4 separate regions of the Mus musculus genome follow, and regions 1, 2 and 3 are each linked to region 4. The links are chromatin contacts, called in public HiChIP or PLAC-seq maps. All regions are on one chromosome and are shown on one strand. Each heading gives the region's core, a stretch centred on a gene start, on an enhancer-like site or on the middle of the called end of the contact. The rest is flanking DNA. Distances are from core to core; before and after follow the strand shown. Region 1 has its middle 20 kb from the start of Nol4l. Region 2 holds the start of Nol4l (nucleolar protein 4-like). Region 3 has its middle 49 kb from the start of Commd7. Region 4 holds the start of Hck (hemopoietic cell kinase).

Region 1 (3,309 bases), core at 303-2,802, 440 kb before region 4:
TGGTTTTCAGGGATCTAATGAGAATGAGACAGACAGGGTCTGGGCTTGTACAGGTCCACACAGCAAGGGACAGATGGTGGCTGCCACCTACAAATACCTGTGGTAATACTGGAGAGGTACGGGTGGTGTAAAGGCGCACATAGTGGGGCCTGGTCCAGGCGAGGGTCCTGAGGGCCGCCTTGAGGATTTGGATGCTGAGCTGCTGGAATGGATATCTTAGGAAGCCTGGTTACAGGGCTTGGTTAGTGGGCCAAGTCTCCTTGGTGGGCGTGTAGCATGGGCTGGTTGATCAGTGGTAGGGCTGGAAGAGATGGGGATGTTGGGAGATAAGGTTCATGATCTCTATTTTGAGAGACTGGTTGAAAGGAAGATGTTCCAGGGGAAACCGAGGGGGTAGGAATAGGGGTATTTTAAAAATATCTATCTACCAATACATCTGTCCGTCCATCTATGTATCCATCTATGTATCCATCTATGTATCTATCTATGTATCTATGTATCTATGTATCTATCTATGTGTCTATATATGTATGTATGTATCTATCTACTATATGGGTGATGTGCCTACATGTATATCTGTGTACCAAATGTGTAGAATGCCCAGGGCATTGGGTCCTCTGGAACTAGAGTTACAGGCAGTTATGAGCTGTCGTGTGGGTGCTAAGAACTGAACCTGTGTCCTCTGCAAAAGCAGCATGTGGTCTTAACAGCTGAACCATCTCTCCAGCCCCATAATGTATATCCCAAGTCTTTACCCTGCCCTCAGAGAGCGACTCAAAGTGGGGGACTGTCAGGGGCATAAGGAGCACATTAGGGTTGGCATTCACACTTCACTGAGGTTGGACCGTCACCCCAAGTGACCCAAATCGGCTCAAGGCTCAATAGAAGAATCATGTCTGGCATAAAAGAGCCTAGAATCTTCTACTGCAGGCCTTTTGGCAAGTATCAGAAAGCTACTCCTGATTCCTGCAGATCTCCAAGGAGGTCCTGCTGGGCATCAGTCCTTCCTTACAGATAATTCTGTCTGGTCCCTACCCACCCATCCCCATGACTACAAAAGGGACGGCCTGGAGACATGCATCTGTAATGGTCTAAGGGCCCTGGGATGCTGATTCATGCCCACAGCACCTCCTTCAGTGTGTGGAGTTGGGCTGTGGCTGAAGTCTGTCCCTTTAAAGAGGACTTGGGCCTTCTTGTCCAGCCCACAGTCCCTGAGGAATAGGGACTGGGTAGGCCTGGTGTCTCCCCTAGCTTAGACAGAACGGTTCCAACCTACCAAGAAAGCCTGGGAGCCACACCACACTGAGAGCTTGCCTGGAGCCCACACGGAGCGGTATGACCCAATTGTGCAGCCCCTGAGCTGGGGTGACCAGTATTCAGTTTGCCAGGCCCTGAGGAGTGCAGACTGTGACCATCTATCAAGGCCAAAGCCATCCCACGCCGGGCAGGCAGCCTTCTGTGTGAGGTACGGCAGTTCCAGGCACCAGGGCCTGCCCCTCATGGGACATAGCTGTGTGTCCTTGAACGTCCCCTAATCTTGGAGTGCTCTCATTTCCTCAACTGTGCCTCGAGGGCGTGGCCCCTGCCCTGTCTATCTCAGGCCTCTGGGAAGTGCTGGCAGCTAGAAGGGGCTTGAATCTATAGTGTCTAATTCAGGATTGTGTACACTGGTGGTAGCAGGTGTCCCTGGGTCCCTGGATGGGCAGATTCTGGACCGAGCTTTACTGAATCAGACACAGGGCCTGGCTGAGCATGCGGAGTAGATTCGGCTGTGATTGTGTGTGAGTTAACATTGTATGTGTGCAGATCCGAGGAGTCAGGATTTCTCTTGGCTTTCAGAGGTCACCTTTAAGGGCAGGCAGGGCAGGGAGTCAGAGAAGGAGTTCAGGGAGTCCCAGGGTGGCCCCACTTGGCACCACCAGGCTGGACTTCTTGCCAGCAGAGAAAGATAGGAAGATCACTCCTTGCTCTGGGTCTCTAGAATCTCTCTGCCAAAGTGGTGAGAAAGACTGAAGGCAGCCGGTCCTGTAGGCCCCTCCTTGCAGCTACACAGAGAGGATGCACAAAAGATTGCTTGGCTTGTGCCTAGCTCTGTGGTGACTGATCGGTCGGTCGGTGAGGGAGGCAGGTGGGAGGAGAAGAGAGAAATCACCAGGAGGAGGGGGCAGTGTCATGGAGAAGAGCCAGGAAGTTTAGGGGTGACCTTGGGGACTGGACAGGGTTTTTTTTTGTCTCACATCTGGAGGTGCTGACCTGGGACACAACAGAAGCTCAGTCCCTGTCTCAGAGTCATCTGTGGGTGTGAACCTCAGGCTAACAAGCCTCTCTGCCTGTTCCCAGATCTTATCATGTGATACAGACCAATATCCAGCAGCTTGGGATGCACACAAGCCATCCAAGGAGCCAGACTGGAGCCACACGTCCTGTCCCACACAGACCCAGGTCCTCTATGCATAGAGCCCGAGGGTCTGGCATGTCACCCAGTAAGCAAGCAGATCAAACCAGGATGGAGGCGGTCCACATTTGCTATCCCTGGGCTCCAAGGAACTTGCGGGACCAGGAACAGAATGCAGGATTTCTCCCCAGGGGGAGGACACACAGAAACACAAGGGAATTATCAGAGTTCTCCTCCCCCACGCCAGCAGGCTGGCTGCCCACACTCTGGTGCCCAAGGCCACCAGCGTCTATCCAGCTCATGGTTTCCCCAGGGCCCTTGTAGCCAGGCCTGCTCATTGTGCAAAGGCCACGAGGTTCTCTCTGACTCCTCCATGGCCCAGAGTATCTACCCAAGGCTACTGCTGCACCGTGTGGGCAAGGGTCCGAGCCAATTCCGGGCATCAGCTCCCTCACTCGGCGGCACTGCCATAATTATCCAGCCATCCCCTTCAAGTGTACGGCAACCATAGCAACAGACAGATGTTCTGTCCCAGCCACGGTCCACAGCAAGGCAGGAGCCAAGCACAAAACTTAACCCCTTCTAGCTCAGACAAGCAAAGATAAGACAGAATGGGGGCTTGGAGGTTCTGGAGGCCCAGAGACCCTGGACAAAGTGTCCAACTTTACTGGTCTGTCAGACAGGAACAGGGGAGTTCCAAAGAGCCATGCAGTTCTCACACATCCTCTGCACGGTTTATCCCCCTCCATCTTCCTCCCTACTTCTTCTTCTGCTCTAAACTTGGGCTTGGAGGTAGAGGTGATATTGAGTGTGGGTCTGGCTGAGCCCCAAGAACGAAATAGTTAGAGAGCACTGGACACAGTCAGGTGAGCTGAGCTGGGCCCTGGCTGACATTCTTATTTGCTGTGTGACCT
Region 2 (3,142 bases), core at 374-2,873, 420 kb before region 4:
TTCTTCCCAGCATTTATTGGCACCTACTGTGTGCCAGATGCTGTACCAGGGCCGGGAAATTCAGGGATGAGTCAGATATGGGCCCTGAGCATCTGGAGACTCTGGCTGGAGGGGTGTGGGGAGCGAGCTGTAGCTCCCACCTGAGAGGGGAGGCATATGTGTGAAATGGTAGCGGGTGTCAGGCAGAACTGAGCCGAAACTCACACCCCATCTCCCTCTTTCTCATGACCTTGAGTAGATCAGGCCACCTCTCGAATCCCGAGGCCCCCTTCTCTAAGATGGGGATGGCTTCACAGCTGCCAGGGCCTGGCACACAATTGTCTCAATGACTCGGGTATGGGCACCTTGGAGTTCTTAGGCAGAAAATGATCCTGTTCTGGGACTCAACTCTTGAGTGATAATGTGTCTGTAAGAGTGGCCTGATGACATGGGGGTGGCCGCCAGGGGACAGCAGAAAGGATAATGCAGTAATTTCTTATGCCCTGATAAGAAAGGAAGGCAGAAATCTTCGAGGATTGACTTGAACCTTTATTTATGCTTATAATTCATAGGGGAGGAGGAAGTTCTACACTGGTCAGATCTGCTCAGGTGGGAGGGGGTGTGAGATCACTAAGTTTATTCTCCAAGGGATTCTAGGCCAAGGTGCATCCGGGAAGGTCAGGCTTCTCAGAATGGGTTTGTGGGTGTGTTCAAGGTCTTCAGAGGCTCAGTGAGGTTGGCACCAGGAAGGCCACCGGACAAGGTGACTTCTATAGGGCCTGGGGCTACCCACCCCCACCTACACTAAGGCAAGGCCGGCCAATCTTGGGGGAATTCAGATGAGGTGGAAGGAGAGAAAGTTTGGGGGTCCAAAGGGTGGTGGCTTGGGGTCCCCCCCCCGGGGGAACATTCCTATTCTGGCACCCATACTGACACCAGAGCGGTCAGGCCAATTGCAGGAGTGAGGAGAGGAGCCTGTCCCACACCGCCAGGGTTGGGCTACCTCGGCTAAGACGACCCAATCGGGGAGGCTGGGGACGCCAGTGTCTGGGCTATGATCTGTGCCCTACTGCCTGCGGGACAGTCAGCCCGTCCCGACAGAGTGCGGCCTTCCAGGCTGTGGGCCGAACCAGCCGGATGGAACACGATCCCTAGCTGGGTACCGCGCGCCTGCCGCTGCTGCCCTCCCGGCCGCTGCGGGTGCAGCAGCCCCCGCGCCCCCAGGGGCCGGGCCGGGCGGGGCTGGGCGCGCGGGCGCGGGAGGGAGGGGGGCGGGCGGCGGCGCAGCCTGCGCCGCTCTAACAGGTGGGATCCCGCGGCGTGGTGGAGGCGGGCGCGGGAGGAGGAGGAGGAGGAGGAGGAAGAGCAGCAGCAGCGGGAGCCCCAGCCGGAGCCAGAGCAGGAGCAGGATGAGCCGCGCAAGCTGACAGCCACCGCTGCCGCCCGCGCCCAGGCTCGGTCTCGCTCCCCGTGCCCGGGGCCGCTCCCCGCCTCCCGCCTCCCCTGGCCGCCCGCGGGGCGGCCCGCCCCCTCTGCACCTCCGGGCCCGGAGCTGCCTCCATCTCTCCTGCATCCCGGCCGGGGGGAGGAGGAGGCGGAGCAGGAGGCGAGTCGGAGCCGCCGCCGCCAACGCCGCCGCCGCCGCCGCCGCCGCCCGAGCAGGACAGAGCGCGCCGCAGCCCCGCGCGTCCGGCCGCCGCCCGCGCCCATCCAGCAGCCGCGCCAGAGCCACACCGCGGGACAGCCCGGGCCGCGGCGCGCCCCTGCCCAGCCCGGCCCAGCCCAGCCCAGTTCCAGCACCGGGCGGCCCGGTGGCCGGCCCGCCCCCGAGGGCGCCGGGCGCGGCGGGAGGATGCCGAAGCCGACGCTGCTGCTGCGCGGGGGCTGGGAGCGCGAGCGCAGCCCCGGGGACTCGGAGCTGGGCCGCCAGTTCCGGGACTGGTGCCTGCGCACCTACGGCGACTCGGCTAAAACCAAGACAGTGACACGCAGCAAATACCAGCGGATCGCCGAGGTCCTGCAGGGTGGCGGCGGGACCGGCGCGGGCAGCGGCCCGGCGGCGGGCGAGAAAGGCAAGTTCCAGTTCTGGGTGCGCTCCAAGGGCTTCCGCCTGGGCAGCGGCCGGGAACCCAAGATGGGCCAAGTGGTGTATGTGCCGGTCAAGACGGGCTCGGTGAGTGCGCGCGCGGCGGCCGCGGGCTAGTCCCGTGGCCGGGATTGGGGAGGGCGGGGGCGGGGTGGGGGTGTGGATGTGTGTCCGAATGGTGTGTTTCTGGGGTTGTCCGTGTGTCTAGCCCACCCGGGGCGTGCGTGTCCCTGCTCACTAGCCCTCCCTGGCCCGCCCGGGCAGCGCTCGGGGTTTGGGGCGTCCCTGCCCCCTCTGCGCCGCTGATCGGGCCATGGCCGTGACGGGCGGGCTGTCCCGGGCTGCTCACCCCAGCGTGTTCTGTCCTCTCGTCCCCTCCCCTCCCCCTTTCCCCCCAGCCAGCAGGCGGCTGCTACGGAGCTCCAGCCTCCCCCCCTCCCGCCCGGAGGCCGCCTGTCCCGGGCGCCTCGCGCTCCCGCCCCCGGGCCGGCTGGGCGGTGTGTGTGTGCGTGTGTGTGTGTGTGTGTGTGTGCGCGCGCGCGTGTATCTATGTGTGTGTGTGTAGGGTGGTGCTGCGGGGGTGGGGAGGCAGGGGCAGCGGCGGGACGGGGAGTCCACTGGGCCTCCCCGCACTAGGGGAGGGGGCTAGCCCTGGCACTGTCGCCCCGACCCCACCCGGCACTGGCCCGGGGAGGGGCAGCCAGAGCCGCAGCCTGGCGCAGGAGCAGCCTCCCAAGGGTGGGTGGGGCGTCCCCGCCGCCCCCCGGGCCCCGCGCTCCCCCCACCCTGGGACGGGGGCGGCATGACCTATTCATCCCCTCCCCTCCCCCGTCTCTCAGGCTGGCCCGGTTGGCGCTGGGGAGGGGGGCGGGTAACCGCAGCCCCGGGAAAGGAGGCTGGTGGCCAGTGGCCGGGCGGGGGCATCCCCTTCGGTTCGGGGCGCCCCGAGAGGGCGTGAGGCTTGGGCCCCGCGGCTCCCCCCTCCGGGACCTCATTGTTCTGCAGAGGGTGGGGGCTGGGGGGGGGCGGCTGCTCTCGGGGCGCTGCTGAGCTTTGAACTTTCCGTTGCCCAGACCT
Region 3 (3,401 bases), core at 56-2,555, 480 kb before region 4:
GTGTCTCTACACTGGATTTTTTTTTTCTTTTCCTTTTTAGTTAAATTTGTTCACTTTTGTGGTGCTAGGGATGAGCCTAGGGCCTTCTACATGTCAAGCCAGCACTCTACCCTGGACCCATAGCTCCAGATGTGTGACTGTTTTTTCTCTGATTCCAGACTGGGGTCCCCTGAGAAGTAATGAGTCCCAAGTTCATCTTGGTCTCCTTTGTGAAGCCTAATGCTGAATTCTGTATCCGGCAGCCCATTCCACAGGAGAGTCCCTTCATGAGCACCCCACTCAGCATCTCTAATCACTCTATTTTGTCTTTAGTTTTTTGAGACAAGGATTCCCTGTGTCAGCCCTGGGTGTCCTGGAATTTGCTCTGTAGACCAAGCTGGTCTCCAGCTCAGAAATCTGCCTGTTTCTGCCTCCGGAGTGTTGGGATTAGAGGCATATGCTGCCACCATCCTGCCAGTCACCTTTTTAATTAAAAAAAAAAAAAAACAAACTAAATTTTATCCTTTGAAATATTTTATTGAATTTTACGTGTATGAGTGGTCTTCCTGCATGTATGCTCATGTCTGGTGTGCTGATCAGAACAGGGCATTGGGTCTCCCTGGAATTCGAGTTAAACAGAACTGTGTGTTAAGAGTTGAACCTTAGCTGGGCGTGGTGGCGCACACCTTCGATCCCAGCACTTGGGAGGCAGAGGCAGGCATATTTCTGAGTTCGAGGTCATCCTGGTCTACAGAGTAAGTTCCAGGACAGCCAGGGCTACACAGAGAAACCCTGTCTCGAAAAACAAAAAACAAAAAACAAAAACAAAAAACAAAAACAAAAAACCCCAAACAAACAAAAACAAAAACTAAAGAACAAAACAAACAAAAAAGAGTTGAACCTTAACTTACTCCAGTAGAACAGCCAGTGCTATTTATTTATTTATTTATTTATTTATTTATTTATTTATTTATTTATTTATTTATTTATTTATTTATTTATATTTAGATGAGTACACTGTAGCTGTCTTCAGTCACACACCCCAGAAGAGGGCATCAGATCCCATTACAGATGGTTGTGAGCCACCATGTGGTTGCTGGGAATTGAACTCAAAACACCTGGAAGAACAGTCAGTGCTCTTAACCAGCTGCGCTATCTCACCTGCCCTTCTCATCACCCTCTCCAGGACACAGGCTGCAGCCTTTTGGATTTGGGGTGGGGGTGGGGGTGCATTGTTCTGGTGCCAGGCCAACCAGATGATCCCGGTGCTGGAAGGTCAGAGTGGCTCATAGCAGTCGGAGCTGACTCTGGACTAGTTTCACCTGAGTTGTCTCCTTTGCTGCGGTCTCAGTGGCTCTTCCAGGTGGGGTACAGGTCAAGGCACAGGGCAGCTGCTTCTCCTGCCAATTAACATAATTGGCAAATGAGCCGGGCTTGGACTCTAACTCAAGTCTCTGGGGAGCCACTGAGCCACACCTCTGCCTGGAACCAACTTGGGGCAGGACTGGGTGCTTTGGAGTCTTTTTTCCCTGCTCTGTGCAAAGGTCAAAGGTCAGAGGTCATTTGTTTAACTTTCCCCAGACATGACTGTATTGTTAAGGCTAGAGTGTTTGGGAACTAACTCTCTGCATGTCTGCCTGCCTGCCTGCCTGTCTGTCTGTCTGTCTGTCTGTCTGTCTGTCTCTCTAATAGAAATAAAGCCCCAAACAAAACAAAACAGAAAAGTAGTTAAGATTCTAGAAGTCGAGCCGGGCATGGTGGTGCACGCCTTTAATCCCAGCATTTGGGAGGCAAAAACAGGAGGATTTCTGAGTTCGAGGCCAGCCTGGTCTACAAAGTGAATTCCAGGACAGCCAGGGCTACACAGAGAAACCCTGTCTCAAAAAAAAAAAAAAGTCTTGGTGGCCTTGTTCCTATTACACTTGAATTCAGCAGTGACACATTAGGAATTGGGGTTAAAAGGAGCTCCACGGAGGCTCAACACAGCGCCCGCCCGCAGAACCCACCACTGATTCAGGCTAAGGGCGACAGGCTCTACTTCGCCTCTGCTCGCCTTTATCTGGGGAGGATTTGGGGTGGTGGGAAGGCGGGGGAAGTTGGAGGCAGGGCTGGCCCAAGGTGGGCAGAAGAGATAGGGAAGTGGGGAGGGGGCCGGCCCTCTGGGGAGGGGCGGAGAAGGGAAGGACAACCCAGAACCTGCACAGTGGGAGGCCTCACAGGCCTGGCCCTGCTTGTGGTTGCAGAGCTTCTGGTGCCTTCCATCCTTGCCAGGCAAGATACAGCACCTTTAATTAGCACGCTGTAACCTCTACCGATTCATCACCGGCTCAGTTTAATTAGCCGCAGGAGGCGCCCCTGCCCCCAGTTCTTGGCTGAGCAGCTGCCTCTCTCACTCACAGAGGTGGCCACCACCTCAAAGTGTCCCCTGTCACCCTCCCATACTTATTTCCCTCCCCAGAATGTGGGGTGGACACAGCCAGCTGCCTGGCTGAAACCTCAAGGAGACGGTGGAGCTGCGACCTTTGTACCCATGATGCTCAGCTTCCTTCTCGGCCCCCTCCCAGGTCAGGTTGAGTTGGGTTGGACCAGCTCGGGTAACCTCCAGTTGAATGGGACTGAAGCCGAGCTGTCCCACTGTAAGAGACTGCTTTCCCCTTTGGAAGCTACTAGCGCGCACGCACGGGGGTGGGGTGGGGGTGTGTGTGTCCCTGTCTCGATTGCTCCTGTGCAGAGACAGGCCCTGCATTTTGCTGCTTCCCCACATTTTTTCCTCTTCCTCTTTCTCCTCCCCATGGCTGAGAAGCTGAGACCCGGAGAGGGGCCAGGACTCCACTCTAGATCTTGGGGCTTTGCTGGGAGACCTGAAGTGGACGAAGAGACAGGGCGTGGCAAGGTGGAGCTGGGGAGGATGGGCCTCCAGGAAGCAGGGGACTGGTAGGCATGAGGCCTTGGTGTCAGGCCAGGGGCAGCTCCATACAAGGGTTACGTTATCTGCTCTTGGACAGTAATGATGTATAACAGCCGAATTCAGACAGTACCCCCACTTACCCCCACCAAGTTTTTCTCCTTGAAGATGGCTTCTAGAATGTTTCTTTTCATTTCCTTTTTCTTCAGTGTGGGGATGGAATGGTGGGCATACCCTTGCTTCTCAGGGACTTCTCACCGAGCCACGGCCCCAGACTGGGATCCGGTTCTCTTCTTCTAGGCTACTCTAGGCAGTGCTAGTTTTTTGTTCGGAATCAGGTCCGTTCTCTCCATCTTCACCATGGCTGGCCCTGCCTTCTCTGTAGTCTAGGTTGGTTTTGAACTCCCTAGGTAGCAAAGAGTGAACTTGGACTTCTGATCCTACTGCCTCCTATGAACTCATTCAGTGCTGGGGGCTCTTTTTTATGTGACAGGCAAGGGCTCTTCCAACTGAGCCA
Region 4 (3,121 bases), core at 210-2,709:
TTACAACCCCCAGAACTCCTGAAAAAAGTCAGCTGGGAGGAAGGACCCTTGGGACCCACTAATCAGCCGGCCTCACCTACCCAGCAAAAGCCCCAGGCCGATGATAGACCCTGTCTCCAAAAGCAAGGTGGCCTTTGCTTGAAGAACAACATAGAGTCCTCTGGCCTCCACGTGTGTAGGAACCCCAGAGTACACACCAACCAGTGAACACATACAGAAGCACGTGTAACATACACAAATGTCTCTTTAAGACCTAATTTTCACTCCAGGATGCCTCGCTGTGCACTTGACATACAGAATTCTGCCACACTCGGAAATCCTAAACCCCTCTGATCAGGTGTAGTTTGGATAGGGAACATTCAACCTGTCCTCTTACCATCTCCATCCTGCAGCTATGCAAACAGAGGCACAGACAAACCAGGCTCTCTCTCCAGTACCCAGCAGCACTGCTCCCCTTCTCTGGACAACTCAGCTTCAGATGAATGTAAAACAGCCCATTTTACAGAGTTGGAAGCTGGAATCCAGAGAGTAGCCAGTGACATGCCCCAGTGTCACACAGAGGAGATGGTGGTAGATTGTGGTCTTTGTGTAAGAGGTTCTGGAGTTGGATGTACGCCTGTTAGGGGTTCAGCTGGGAAGGCAGGGGAAGATGTAAAAGAGGGGACTCAGATATACACCTATAGCCAGGCCTGGGTGTGGCAGGCATGGGCTTGTCTTGGCCGGGCTGTTCCTTTAGCCATGGCTGCTGTCTACCTGCGTGACCTGCCACCCACCCACCATCAATGGGAACTGAACGGGCCTTTCCCTCCCCTCCAGCTTCTTCTTCTTGGTGTGTGTGTGTGTGTGTGTGTGTGTGTGTGCAGAAGGGGAACCTGGTTAGACAGAGAAGCCTCAGCTCAGCACTGCCATTCCCCTGCCTGAGCTTCCTCTATCTAGGGCTATCCCAGGGTCGCCCTGGGTGGCGGCAATTCGCCTCACCTGGCCACCTGGGTACCCTCCACCTTTCGTAGACTGCGCATCCCACCGCCGGGGATCGGTTGCTCCTAGGACGGGTTCTTCCTTCCTCGGCACCCCCACAGCTCGCCCAGGATCTCAGATCCCTGGAGCCCGAGGTCTGCACGTTCTCGGGGACGGGGGTGTGTCCCATTCCCGCCCTCTCACCCCGCACTCACCTGGGCGCCCGCCCTTCGCTTCGTGGGCAGCCCGGATCCTCGCAGCTAGACCGACCCCCCAGCGCTGCGGCCCCTGGTGGCCCCGGACTTCAGAGCCCGGAGCAAGCGACGAAGACTTGCGGGCTACAGAGGCTGCGTTGGCGCTCGGAACGGGTCAGAGCCCCCTTCACGGGCGACTTTGGTCCCCTCCCACCCGTCTGAGAGCCGCCGCGGGGAGTGCAAGCTGGGAGCCGCAACCCAGTGGCGCTCACTGGCCATCTGGGCGCCTTAGCCGCACCCTGGGTGATGCAAACCCCGCCCCCAAATACCCCGACTCCGCCCTCTAAGAGCCTAACTCCCACTCTGGCTCTCTTGTCTCCTGCTCTAAATTCACCTCCAAAGAATTTCAGCATTTCTTTGCTAACCCTGTCCTCAAGGGCGCTAACCAGTCCTTGAAGGACTTACTCAGACACCAAGGTTTGACCCGCCCTCCCAAGATTCCCAGTCCCCCTCCCCCACTAGTGCGTTTAAGCCCCCCATGATGTAATGAGCCTGTCCAAAGGATTCTAAACCCTATCCCCAGAGATTTTGGACCCCTACCTAAGAGACCAAATACCCTTGGATTCCCTAAAGAATTGTAATATTTTACGTTTATTGTTTGACTGGTTGATTGTTTCCGTGTATGTGTGTAAGTACCCTGGAGCCTCAGAGCGGTGTAGAGGTTAGAGAACAATTTGGAGGACTAGGATCTTACCTTCCACCTTCCGAGTTCCGGGGACTGAACTCAAGCAGCCACGCTTGGCACCAGGCGTCTTTACCTGCAAAACCATCTGCCTCCTCCTGGGGAAAGATTTTCAATCTCACTTTCTATTCTGTTCCCAGTCCTAACCCCTACAAATTCTCTAGATTTGTAATCAAATTTTCTGAAAGGGTTTTAATCTCGAGAGCGCGCGCGCGCGCGCTTGTGTGTTCTAGAGAATGGAATCCAGGGCCTCTCTCTCCGTAGTTTGTACTACAGCCACCAGCCCCCTACGAGACCTTAATCCCATAGGTCCTAAATCCTGCACTGGAGCAATCAACCGATCCTATCCTTCCTTTCAAAGATCCTAAACCAGCCGCAGAAGGAATGTAGCTCCCTTTAAGTCTAACCACGCCCTGATAAGTCTAACCTCTCCCTCTAGGATTCTGGTGGGTCTCCACCGCCCTTCCACTTCGGTCCCTCCCACATGCAGCGGTTTTCCCTCCACCCGCCCACCCACCGCTTATTCAAACTCCATGCAAAGTCTGGCGCCCGCGGGAGTTCTTTGCCTTATTCTGGGCTGAATATGGGACTGCTCAGAGGACCTCCCAAGTTGAAGAGAGGAAGTCTTACTGGCAGACCACTGAGGTCCTGTTTGCATGGCATATTCCACTCAGCCTGAGACATCATTCAAAACGACAGGGACCAACACTCTCTAAACTGCAACACACACCTGCAGAAACGTACAGGAGTCCTCCCTCCTCTAGCCAGGCCAGACCACCAGTATCTCTCATTCATTCGCTTACGCGTGCATGTAGGCATGCGTTTAGCAGTACTATGTTTTAAGTATGAATTCTGAGCGCGAGCGGTGTTAGCAGCTCTAGAGTTCCACCCGCTAGGCCCAGTAGCAGTTCTGACAACCAGAGCTGCCTCCTACACAGCCTGGTCCCCAGCCCACGTAGAAATCCCAGTCACCCAACACTAATGTGTTTGCTATGTATTTTAATATATTCATGCCCTATTTCTAAAAATAGACCGAGTCTTGAACAGGTTTAATTGACTTGGACACAGAAGTGAAATTAGTCTGTGTAGCAGTAAACAATGCTTGTTATCTACTGAGTGAAGGAGATTGAGATGGGAAAGAAGCCAATAAAGGCAGCGTCACAGAGCTAGCTGTCCGGTTGGGACAGAAGGCAGTGTATTATACACACACATTGTCACCCCCTGCTTC

Evidence for each region. HiChIP or PLAC-seq counts read pairs in DNA pulled down with a chosen protein or histone mark.
Region 1: an H3K4me3 HiChIP or PLAC-seq map of embryonic stem cells shows a contact between it and region 4, with 17 read pairs. The contact joins the enhancer-like site here to the promoter of Hck in region 4. A contact is called at or near these places in 5 of 115 datasets of contacts at active chromatin or transcription factors (bone marrow-derived macrophages, embryonic stem cells, large pre-B cells and 1 more).
Region 2: an H3K4me3 HiChIP or PLAC-seq map of embryonic stem cells shows a contact between it and region 4, with 10 read pairs. The contact joins the promoter of Nol4l here to the promoter of Hck in region 4. A contact is called at or near these places in 4 of 39 promoter capture datasets (the 3T3-L1 cell line, embryonic stem cells, liver and 1 more), 1 of 484 Hi-C or Micro-C datasets (embryonic stem cells) and 4 of 115 datasets of contacts at active chromatin or transcription factors (embryonic stem cells and memory CD8 T cells).
Region 3: an H3K27ac HiChIP or PLAC-seq map of embryonic stem cells shows a contact between it and region 4, with 2.5 times the contacts expected there. The contact joins the enhancer-like site here to the promoter of Hck in region 4. A contact is called at or near these places in 4 of 39 promoter capture datasets (embryonic stem cells, liver and stem cell-derived epiblast-like cells) and 3 of 115 datasets of contacts at active chromatin or transcription factors (embryonic stem cells and fibro-adipogenic progenitors).

What each region holds. Positions count from the first base shown.
Region 1 is chr2:153,547,879-153,551,187 of GRCm38.p6, reverse strand. No RefSeq gene overlaps it. Among named protein-coding and RNA genes, the nearest start is that of Nol4l, 20 kb to the right of the region's middle. Within about 2 kb of position 1,552, at least 54 of the 459 cell types and tissues checked have an H3K27ac peak or open chromatin away from gene starts, as enhancers often do. A contact at or near this core is called in bone marrow-derived macrophages and embryonic stem cells, where this site is marked.
Region 2 is chr2:153,528,452-153,531,593 of GRCm38.p6, reverse strand. It overlaps Nol4l (nucleolar protein 4-like), which reads left to right and starts at 1,623. Exons shown (of 11, transcript NM_001134300.2): 1 at 1,623-2,152. The coding sequence starts at 1,832.
Region 3 is chr2:153,582,570-153,585,970 of GRCm38.p6, reverse strand. No RefSeq gene overlaps it. Among named protein-coding and RNA genes, the nearest start is that of Commd7, 49 kb to the left of the region's middle. Within about 2 kb of position 1,305, at least 42 of the 459 cell types and tissues checked have an H3K27ac peak or open chromatin away from gene starts, as enhancers often do. A contact at or near this core is called in embryonic stem cells, where this site is marked.
Region 4 is chr2:153,106,806-153,109,926 of GRCm38.p6, reverse strand. It overlaps Hck (hemopoietic cell kinase), which reads right to left and starts at 1,459. Exons shown (of 13, transcript NM_010407.4): 1 at 1,173-1,459. The coding sequence starts at 1,234.